Regions from separate parts of the Sus scrofa genome. Here region 1 is linked to region 2. The links are chromatin contacts, called in public HiChIP or PLAC-seq maps. All regions are on one chromosome and are shown on one strand. Each heading gives the region's core, a stretch centred on a gene start, on an enhancer-like site or on the middle of the called end of the contact. The rest is flanking DNA. Distances are from core to core; before and after follow the strand shown. Region 1 holds the start of FBXO17 (F-box only protein 17). Region 2 holds the start of SIRT2 (sirtuin 2).

Evidence for each region. HiChIP or PLAC-seq counts read pairs in DNA pulled down with a chosen protein or histone mark.
Region 1: an H3K27ac HiChIP or PLAC-seq map of alveolar macrophages shows a contact between it and region 2. The contact joins the promoter of FBXO17 here to the promoter of SIRT2 in region 2. A contact is called at or near these places in 2 of 47 Hi-C or Micro-C datasets (heart right ventricle and liver) and 1 of 2 datasets of contacts at active chromatin or transcription factors (alveolar macrophages).

The regions. Positions count from the first base shown.
Region 1 is chr6:47,758,234-47,762,688 of Sscrofa11.1, forward strand. FBXO17 (F-box only protein 17) reads right to left here and starts at 1,413. Exons shown (of 7, transcript XM_021094357.1): 1 at 1,261-1,413.
Region 2 is chr6:47,701,702-47,705,819 of Sscrofa11.1, forward strand. It overlaps SIRT2 (sirtuin 2), which reads right to left and starts at 1,641. Exons shown (of 17, transcript NM_001114271.1): 1 at 1,584-1,641; 2 at 692-738. The coding sequence starts at 1,599. NFKBIB (NF-kappa-B inhibitor beta) reads left to right here and starts at 1,943. Exons shown (of 6, transcript XM_003355897.5): 1 at 1,943-2,218. The coding sequence starts at 2,040.

The sequences.
Region 1 (4,455 bases), core at 163-2,662, 56 kb after region 2:
ACGGGAACTCCCGGCAGTTGTAGCTTTAATTGGACCCCTAGCCTGGAAACCTCTATGTGCCCCAGGTGCGGCCCTAAAAAAATAAAAATAAATAAATAAATAAATAAACTTTAAAGTCAGGCCTTACGAAGGAGTCAACAGATTTTTATATATATACATATACACACACGCATATAAAACAGATTTTAGATATATAACAGATTATATATTTAATGGAACAAGAAATAAAAATTTATAAAAAATATTTTATGTAACAAAACTACCCATAAAGAAACTAAAAGGAATGCTGTGATTATACAGGAAGGAGGGAAACCACGGAGATGATGAAAGCTGTCCATCTATTTTTCAGCAAAGGATTAGCAGACAGTCTAAAAGTTGATAAACTAAGAAATAACAATGGAAGAACTCTCTTCAAAGATTTGGAAGTAACCACCGGAGGAACAAAAAGCTGAAAAGGATTTAAAACCATGCACTACGGGTCACAAGTTACTGTGCCATTTGTGAAAAGCAATGTACTTACAAAAATTTTTAATTGGCTGCGGGGGAGGGCGCAAGGCTTAAAGCACTGCTGTTGCATGCAAAGCTCTGTTCTAATTTGTCTTTTGTTTTTGCTTTCCCGGGACTTTTTTAAAAAATGTTTTATTATTTATTTAAAAAATAGGCTAGTGATATTACGGTCTTTCAAAATAGAGGGTAGACAGCTGCTGTCTCAAATTGAAGGAACAAGATACGGTGCGTTAACAGATATCCCTGAACACTGCAAAAGATAACTTAGAACAAAATTTAAATTCGGTGGAGCAGTGAAAACACACCAAAGGTGCCCAAGTTGCTAAACCAAGACTCGGTGCTCTAAAGCTGATGCACAGAATTTTCCGCCAGGCAGAGGAAAACAAAAGCCAGGATTGGTTAGGAGTGGTCTGGCCTTTCACCCGCTGCAGTGAACACGTGTTGGTCCACTACTTTGGGGAGGGGAATTTATTTCATGGTGGCCTCGGCGGACCAGTAGCCGGGCGGAGAGGCGAGGGCTCTAGAGGACCGGTTTTGGCAAAGCCCCTGCTGTGCGAAAACACGCGTTTGTGTAACTGTGGGCTCGGAGGGGCGAGGGAGGGCGGGCCCGGGAAGGGGCGCTGGGGCACAGGACTCCCGGGACACGCCCGTCCAGGCCGGGCCTGGGGCGGAAATCCTTCCCGGGACGCTCCAGCCGCGAGTGGGGCCAGAACACGGATTCCGACCTGGGTCCCCACCTGTCCCGGCGCTCACCTGGCGGCCCGCTCGGAGGCGGCGGCGGCGGCGGCGGGCCAGGATCCCCTTCCGCACTCTGCTCCGCGAGGCAGTCGGGGGGCGCTGCCCGGGTCGGCCCTCTCCGGGTGGGTGGAGGGCGGCGGCGAGATCCGGTGGGCGGCTGCGCAGCCGGACGGAGGGAGGGGCGGGGTCTGGGCGGCCGCAGGCGCCGGGGGGAGGGCCCAGCTGCCGCGAGGCGGGCGGGGCGGCGACCCGGGCCCCGCGCTCCGAGGTCTGCGGGCGGGCTCTTCCGAGAGGCTGCACCTCCAACAGGCAACGTCTCGGAGCGCGGGGCTACCTGCCCAGGCGTCCCGCGATCTGAGACCTGGGTGCCCTGGCGCTCACCGCAGGCACCTCCGATAGGCGAATTCCGCCTCTCCGGGAGCCCCTCGCCGTGGGAAGGGTCCTAGCTGTTCCCCCCCCGGCCCCCGTCTTCCCTTCTTATTCCGGCCACCGGCCTACAAGCCGCCTCCGCCGTTCAAAACCTCTCTCCCACCATCTGTCCACTGCTGGTAAAGGGCGGTGCTGTGACTCCGCCCTCGGACCTAGTGTGAAACACTTGGAGAGAAGTTTCTGTCCTCAGGGATGCTCTCGAATTTACATTGTGTCCCCAGGGGAGTGCCTCAGGCTTGTTCTTAAATTGAACTTCTTTGCCACACGTTCTCTGCGGCCAACCTGGGCGCTCCTACGTTAGGTATCTGTCCCCGCCCCTAAATTGCAAACTAGGGAATTAGTGCCAGGTTCACAGTAAGCATGGGGCCACAACACATTTCTCCCTGGACCTCTGCCCTTGAGCTCTCATATCTTTTTTCCGATTGACTTTAGACAACCCGGAGCCAGTCTTCTGGTCCACAGTCCTCCCACATCCTAGGGGATCCTTGCCAGTCCCAGACTCATCCCGGGCACTGTGCTAAATGCTCTATTTGCATTACCCCATGGAGACCTCTCCGACCCCTAGAGGTAGGTATGCACGAGGTACATACAAGTCACTCGCTTAGGGAGGTCGCTGTTTTTTGTTTTTGTTTTTTGTTTTTTTTTCATTTTAGGGCCGCACCTGAGGCATATGGAAGTTTCCAGGCTAGGGGGTCGAATGGGAGCTGCAACTGCCGGCCTACACCACAGCCACCACAACGTGGGATTCGTGCAGCAACTGTGACCTACACCACAGCTCTGGGCTCCTTATCCCACTGAGCGGGGCCAGGGATCTAACCCTCATCCTCACGGATACTAGTTGGGTTTCGTAACCCGCTGCGCCACAACGGTAACTCCCATGAAAGGGTTTTAAGCTGGAGTTCCCAGGTCCCCTCCATTGAAAAAGTCTCAGAGGAATTCCCGTCGTGGCCCAGCGGTTAACGAATTCGACTAGGAACCATGAGGTTGCGGGTTTGGTCCCTGCCCTTGCTCAGTGAGTTAACAATCCGGCGTTGAGTGAGCCCTAGAAATGGCAAAAAAAAAAAAAAAAAAAAAAAAAAAAGTCTCAGAAAGACACCACAGCGCCATCGCGAGGAAAGTGTGAGATGCGAGCATTTTGGGTTTTTTTTTTTTGTTTTTTCGTTTTTTTTGTCTTTTTGCTATTTCTTTGGGGCGCTCCCGCGGCATAGGGAGGTTCCCAGGCTAGGGGTCCAATCGGAGCTGTAGCCAGCGGCCTACGCCAGAGCCACAGCAACGCGGGATCTGAGCCACGTCTGCAACCTACACCACAGCTCACGGCAACGCCGGATCCTTAACCCACTGAGCAAGGGCAGGGACCGAACCTGCAACCTCATGGTTCCTAGTCGGATTCGTTAACCACTGCGCCACGACGGGAACTGCCATTTTGGTATTCTTGGTAGCTTTTTCAGTACATAGCCACACACAGTCTCTTTTCTGGAAGTCCTAGAACTAGATGATTTGGATTCTGGACTTTTCCCCTCTTTTTTTCTAACTCAGAAGGTAGTAGAATGCATATAACGGTCTGCAGTATTCCAGGCAGAGTCCAGCCAGGACTCCAGGATATGTGATATTTCTGTGGTAAAGCGTCTGTAGGGAGAAATACCACTTAGTGGAATAGTTATAAACACCTGATGTCAGTTCAGTCAGGTCTTACTGCTTGAAGAGTTTGGAGCCCAAGTGATGAAGAAAGTTTGTGGATAAGAAACTGTAGCAATGGGAGTTCCCATCGTGGCTCAGCGTTAATGAGCCGGACCAGTATCCATGAGGAGGTGGGTTGGACCCCTGGCCTCACTTGGTGCATTAAGGATCTCGTGTAGCCTTGAGCTGTGGTGTAGGTTGAAGACTGGGCTCCTATTCCAAGTTGCTGTGACTGTGGTGTGGGCTGGCAGCTGCCACTCTGATTTGACCCCTAGCCTGGGAACTTCCATGCACTGCTGGTGCAGCCCTAAAAAAGACCCCCCCAAAAAGAAAGAAAGAAAGAAATTGTAGCAATTTTTTTTTTAAATTTAATTGAGGGAGTTCCCGTCGTGGCTCAGTGGTTAACGAATCCAACTAGGAACCATGAGGTTGTGGGTTTGATCCCTGGCCTTGCTCAGTGAGTTAAGGATCTGGCATTACCGTGAGCTGTGGTGTAGGTCACAGACGTGGCTTGGAGCCCGCGTTGCTGTGGCTGTGGCATAGACCGGCAACTGTATCTCCAATTGGACCCGTAGCCTGGGAACCTCCATATGCTGCGGGTGTGGCCCTAAAAAACAAACAGACAGATACAGCACAGGCACCTTGATTGGATCCCAAACTGTCCGTTTCCTTTGGGTGCTGTCGTGCTTGGGGCTGGTTTTCCTTTCCTGTCTGGTGAGCTTGCTTGTTGCTTGCCATTCTCGACTGAGGGACAAGGCTGCTGTGTCTGTGAGGGATGGGGCTGAACTTCCCGTTACAAATGTTGGACTGTTTTCCCACCAGGCCCCGCATGAATGGGAGCTTTGTGTCTGGGTGTCGGGCTTGCTGCCGGGCTGGCCTCACACGTGGCTGGTGAGAGACCAGGAGCCCGGCTTCTAGCTGCCCCTCGCCTCCACACGAATGCCAGACTGGCTTTTTCCAGAAGCTGGCACCCACCCTAGTTACTGCCTCAGGCTGGCAGAGAGCTGGATCTTTTTAGGGAACCACGCTTCATGTCTTGTTTTCCTGCCTATGAATGTTGGGTGGTCTGTGCCCTGGGGAAGGGGGAGGAGAGGATCCTGGAAG
Region 2 (4,118 bases), core at 391-2,890:
TAGGCCTTGCCCCCCACAGGGATGCTGGGAAGATGAGACGCTGCACATAGAGCACGAGACAGAGTACCTGCTGGAGTAAGTACTCAGGAAATGCCAACCATGGGAATAATTAGCGGAGCACCCCAGCCACCTGACCTCTGAGCGCATCTCACTCTCCCGCCTCCCCGTGTTTGCACAAGCCGTACCCTCCGCGTGGGACCCCAATTCGCACCTCACCTAAGAAAATTCTAAGTCACTCTACACTCACTACTGCGAGTCTGTACCTCAACCTGACTCCTAGATCAGCCTGTGGGATTCCTCCAGGGAAAGGACTGGCTGGAATCTGTGGGACTCCACGAAGTTTACTCTGGGCTCCCAAGGTGCCCTGAGCTGCTTTCCTTGTCACCCTACACTTGGCTCTGAGATCTCTTCCATGCGCAGTGCAAAAGAGGTTCAGAAGGGATGGGGTGGGGGGTGGCAAGGAGAGAGGAAGGTTTGGAAGGGCAGGCCGGGGGCTGAGGCTGCACGCCCTCCTCTGACAGTCCCCAGAATCCACCATTCCCCGGGAGGCTGAACCAGGAGGTGGGGGGAGGGACTGGGGCAGGGAGCTCAGGGCCCTGGGGTTCCCATCTCCCCTCTGCCACCTCCCTCCCAGGATGGGGTGTGGGAAGTCCATCTCTCTCCTTCCCGCCACCCTTCCGCCCCATCTCACCTGAGCCTCTTGCACCTTCCCTGTCTGGGTCTCCACAGGGTCTGAGGCTGGGGGGAGGAGGGGGAGCAGACGTGGTTAAGGTGAAGGGAGTGGTTAAGGGGGAAGGAAGGGCTTCAAATTAGTGGGGCAGAGGGATCAAGAAAACTCACCAACCTGGTCATACCGGGTGGGGTGGGGGTGTAAAATGGAAGTGGAGGAGGGCGGCAATGGGGAAAAGCGGACCTTATCAGTGTGCAGACGGCTGGGAGGAGAGGTTAGCGAGGGACAAAGAGGCCGGGACAGGAAGGTTTAGGCGAGGGAAGAGAAAGTAAAGCACGCCCGGCATGGAGGAAGACTTAGGAGGAGTTAGGAAGGGTGTAGTAGTGTGAGAGTGTGTGTCATTAGGTTTACAAGCAGTGGGAAGCCATAGAAAGGAGAGAAGACATACTCTGCCTGTTGGCAGGTTTGGGAGAAGAGGTGCAGAGTGTGTGTGTGTGTGTGGTGTGTGTGTGTGTGTGTGTCGGGCAGGGTGGGGTTGGTTTCGGAGAAAAAGGAAGCAATAGGAGGGGACCCTGGCATCCTACAGTTGCTACTAACAACCAGGTACCCTTAGCAACCAGGACCGCGGCATCTTAAGTCCCTAGCAACGAGGGTCCTTGGCAACTAAGGTGCGAGAAACATGTGATCATTAGTAACTTGGGGGAAGTGGCAAACGGACCCTTAAAACCTAGCGACCCAGAAAGCCACCAATCTAGCAATATGGATCACTTGGCAACTGCCCCCGGAATCCCATTTTCCCCCCCATGCAACCCCCATCTCCTGCCCCACCAAGCCTGCCCTCGGGCCCCGGGGCCTACGACCCTCAGCTAGGCCCCGGTGCAGCCCTGCCCTCCCACCGGGGTCCCCGACTCACGATCCGGCTCGGCCATGGGCGCGGGGCGGGGGCCCTCGGGACTGTCACCGACTGCTCTGTCCCGTGACGGCACCGGAAACAGGAGGGGGCCGAGACAAGGCAGAGAACTACAACTCCCAGCAGCCATCGCGATCGCATATAATGCTCTGCACCGCGTACGGAGCGCGCCCCCACGCAAAGGCCGGACTACGAGTCCCAGAGGGCTCCACGTCCACAGCCATGCTGGTAAAGGACTCCGGGAAAGTGTGGGAAAAGGTAGAACGCCGTAGTCCACCTGAGTGCTCTGATTGGTCATCATGTGGCATGGGGGCGGGGCGTGTACTACTTAGCCCACCCTGATTGGATGAGTCAGGGGGGCGTGTTGGGGAATTCCCCGCAGGGCGGAAGCTCGAGAATTCCAGGCAGAGCCCAGCGACAGGCGGGCTGCCGCTGGGGGCCCCTGAGGCTTCGGGGGCCATGGCTGGGGTTGCGTGCTTGGGGAAAGCTGCGGACACCGATGAATGGTGCGACAGCGGCTTGGGCTCTCTGGGTCCGGACGCAGCGGCCCCCGGAGGACCAGGCCTAGGCGCGGAGCTGGGTCCGGGACTATCGTGGGCGCCCCTCGTCTTCGGCTACGTCACTGAGGATGGCGACACGTGAGTGAACCTTAGACTGACAAATCGGGCCCCAGGGTCCCACATCTCCAATCCTGACTTCCCAACCTTTCAATCCTAAATCTGTCTTTTGATGCTTGACTTCCTGACCCCAAGACTGGCCTCTGATAAAACCAACTTCTTATCTAATTTTGATCCTAACCCAATAATGTCTGGCCTTCCTTTCTTGAACTGATTCTCAGAGTTATGCGTTCATTGATCAGACCCACATTCAGTGATCGATTCCACATCCAAAACTCGATTTGACCTTCCTGACCCCAGTCCTTAGCCCTCTGTTAGAACTGTAGTTCAGACAGGCTCCTCCTGACCTTTATCCTCCAAATATGATCTTTGGTCCTCAGCGCCTAACTTACATGAGCCTTAGATTTTATTTCGAAATTAATACTTGGCTTTTGACTCCAGGATCCCACCTTCTGAACTCTGATCTTCAAAGCTTACATTCAAAGAGAAAATGGAAACTACATAACAGCAGGAATTCATCTATTAAACAAATAATCCAACACCTTCGACTTTCCAGGAACTGTTTTAGGTGTGGCCTAAAGGCAGGGAGGAAAGCCCAAAAAACATTTGTCTTGTGGAGCATACATTCTAGTGGGGGTATATAGACAGAAGGGCAGATAGACTGACAGGGAGGGAGGAAGGGTAGGAGGAAGAAAAAGGAAAGAAAAGGAGAGAGAAGGAAAGAGAAAAAAAGATACACAGACCTAAAGTAAGAAAGGGAGAGAAAGAAGAAAGGCAGGAAGAAACGAAGACAAAAATTAAAAAAAAAAAGAAAAATAGCATGTCAGACGTTAAGAAGTTCTTTGGAGAAAAATAAAGCAGGGAAGTGAGACAAGTAGATTATCTGGGGAGAACATTGCACATAGAGGGAAAAACAGTTGTAAAGGCCCAATTGAGGGAATGTACCTGGGGTTTTTGAGTATCGTGTTTACCGCTGTATCCCCAGTGACCCAGCAGCCCCTGACCCATAGGAGGCACTCAGGAAACAGTGATCTTCTCAAACAACCAGCTGTGGTTTCATTTATTTTCTCTTTTTCTCTCTTTTTGCTTTCTATTTTGTTGATCTCTGTTCTGACTTATTTACTTTCTTCTCTTATTTGGGGTTTAATTTCTTCTTTTTCTCGTTTTTTAAGATGGAAGCTGAGGTCATTGATTTGAGACTCTTTTTTTTTTTTTTTTTTACGCATATAAGTGATTCATGCTGTAAATTTCCCGGAGTAGTGCTTTAGCAGTATCTCACCAATTCTGATGTGCTGTGTCGTTTTTTGTCATTTTGTTTTGTTTTGCTTTTAAGGCCTACCTGCGACATACGGAAGTTCCCAGGCTGGGGTCAAATCGAAGATGCAGCTGCCGGCCTACACCGCAGCCACCGCAATGTGGGATCTGAGCCCTATGTGCGACTTAGACCACAGCTTATGGCAGTGCCAGATCTTTAACCCAGTGATCCGGGCCAGGGATTGACCACATCCTCATGGATACTGGTTGTGTTCGTTAACCACTGAGTCACAACAGGAATTCCATGATGTGTAGTGTTTTTATTTAATGCAATATACTTTCTAATTTCTTTTTTGATTTCTTCTTTGGTCATCGGATTCTTCAGAAGTATGTTATTCAGTTTCCATATCACAGGCATCTTTCTTTCATTGGCTTTTAGTTTAATTCTGTTGGGGATGGAGAGCCTAGCATGACTTGAATCCTTTCAGACTTTTTGAGACTTGTTTTAGGGCCAAGAATATAATGTGTGCATTTGAAAGAATGTGTATTCTGCTCTGGTTGGGTGTAGTGTTCTCCGAGTGTCAGTGTTTCCCTGGTTCTTTTGTTGCTCAAGTCTAGATTTCTACTTGTTCTGTCAATTATTGAGAGCCGGGTATTGAAATCTTCA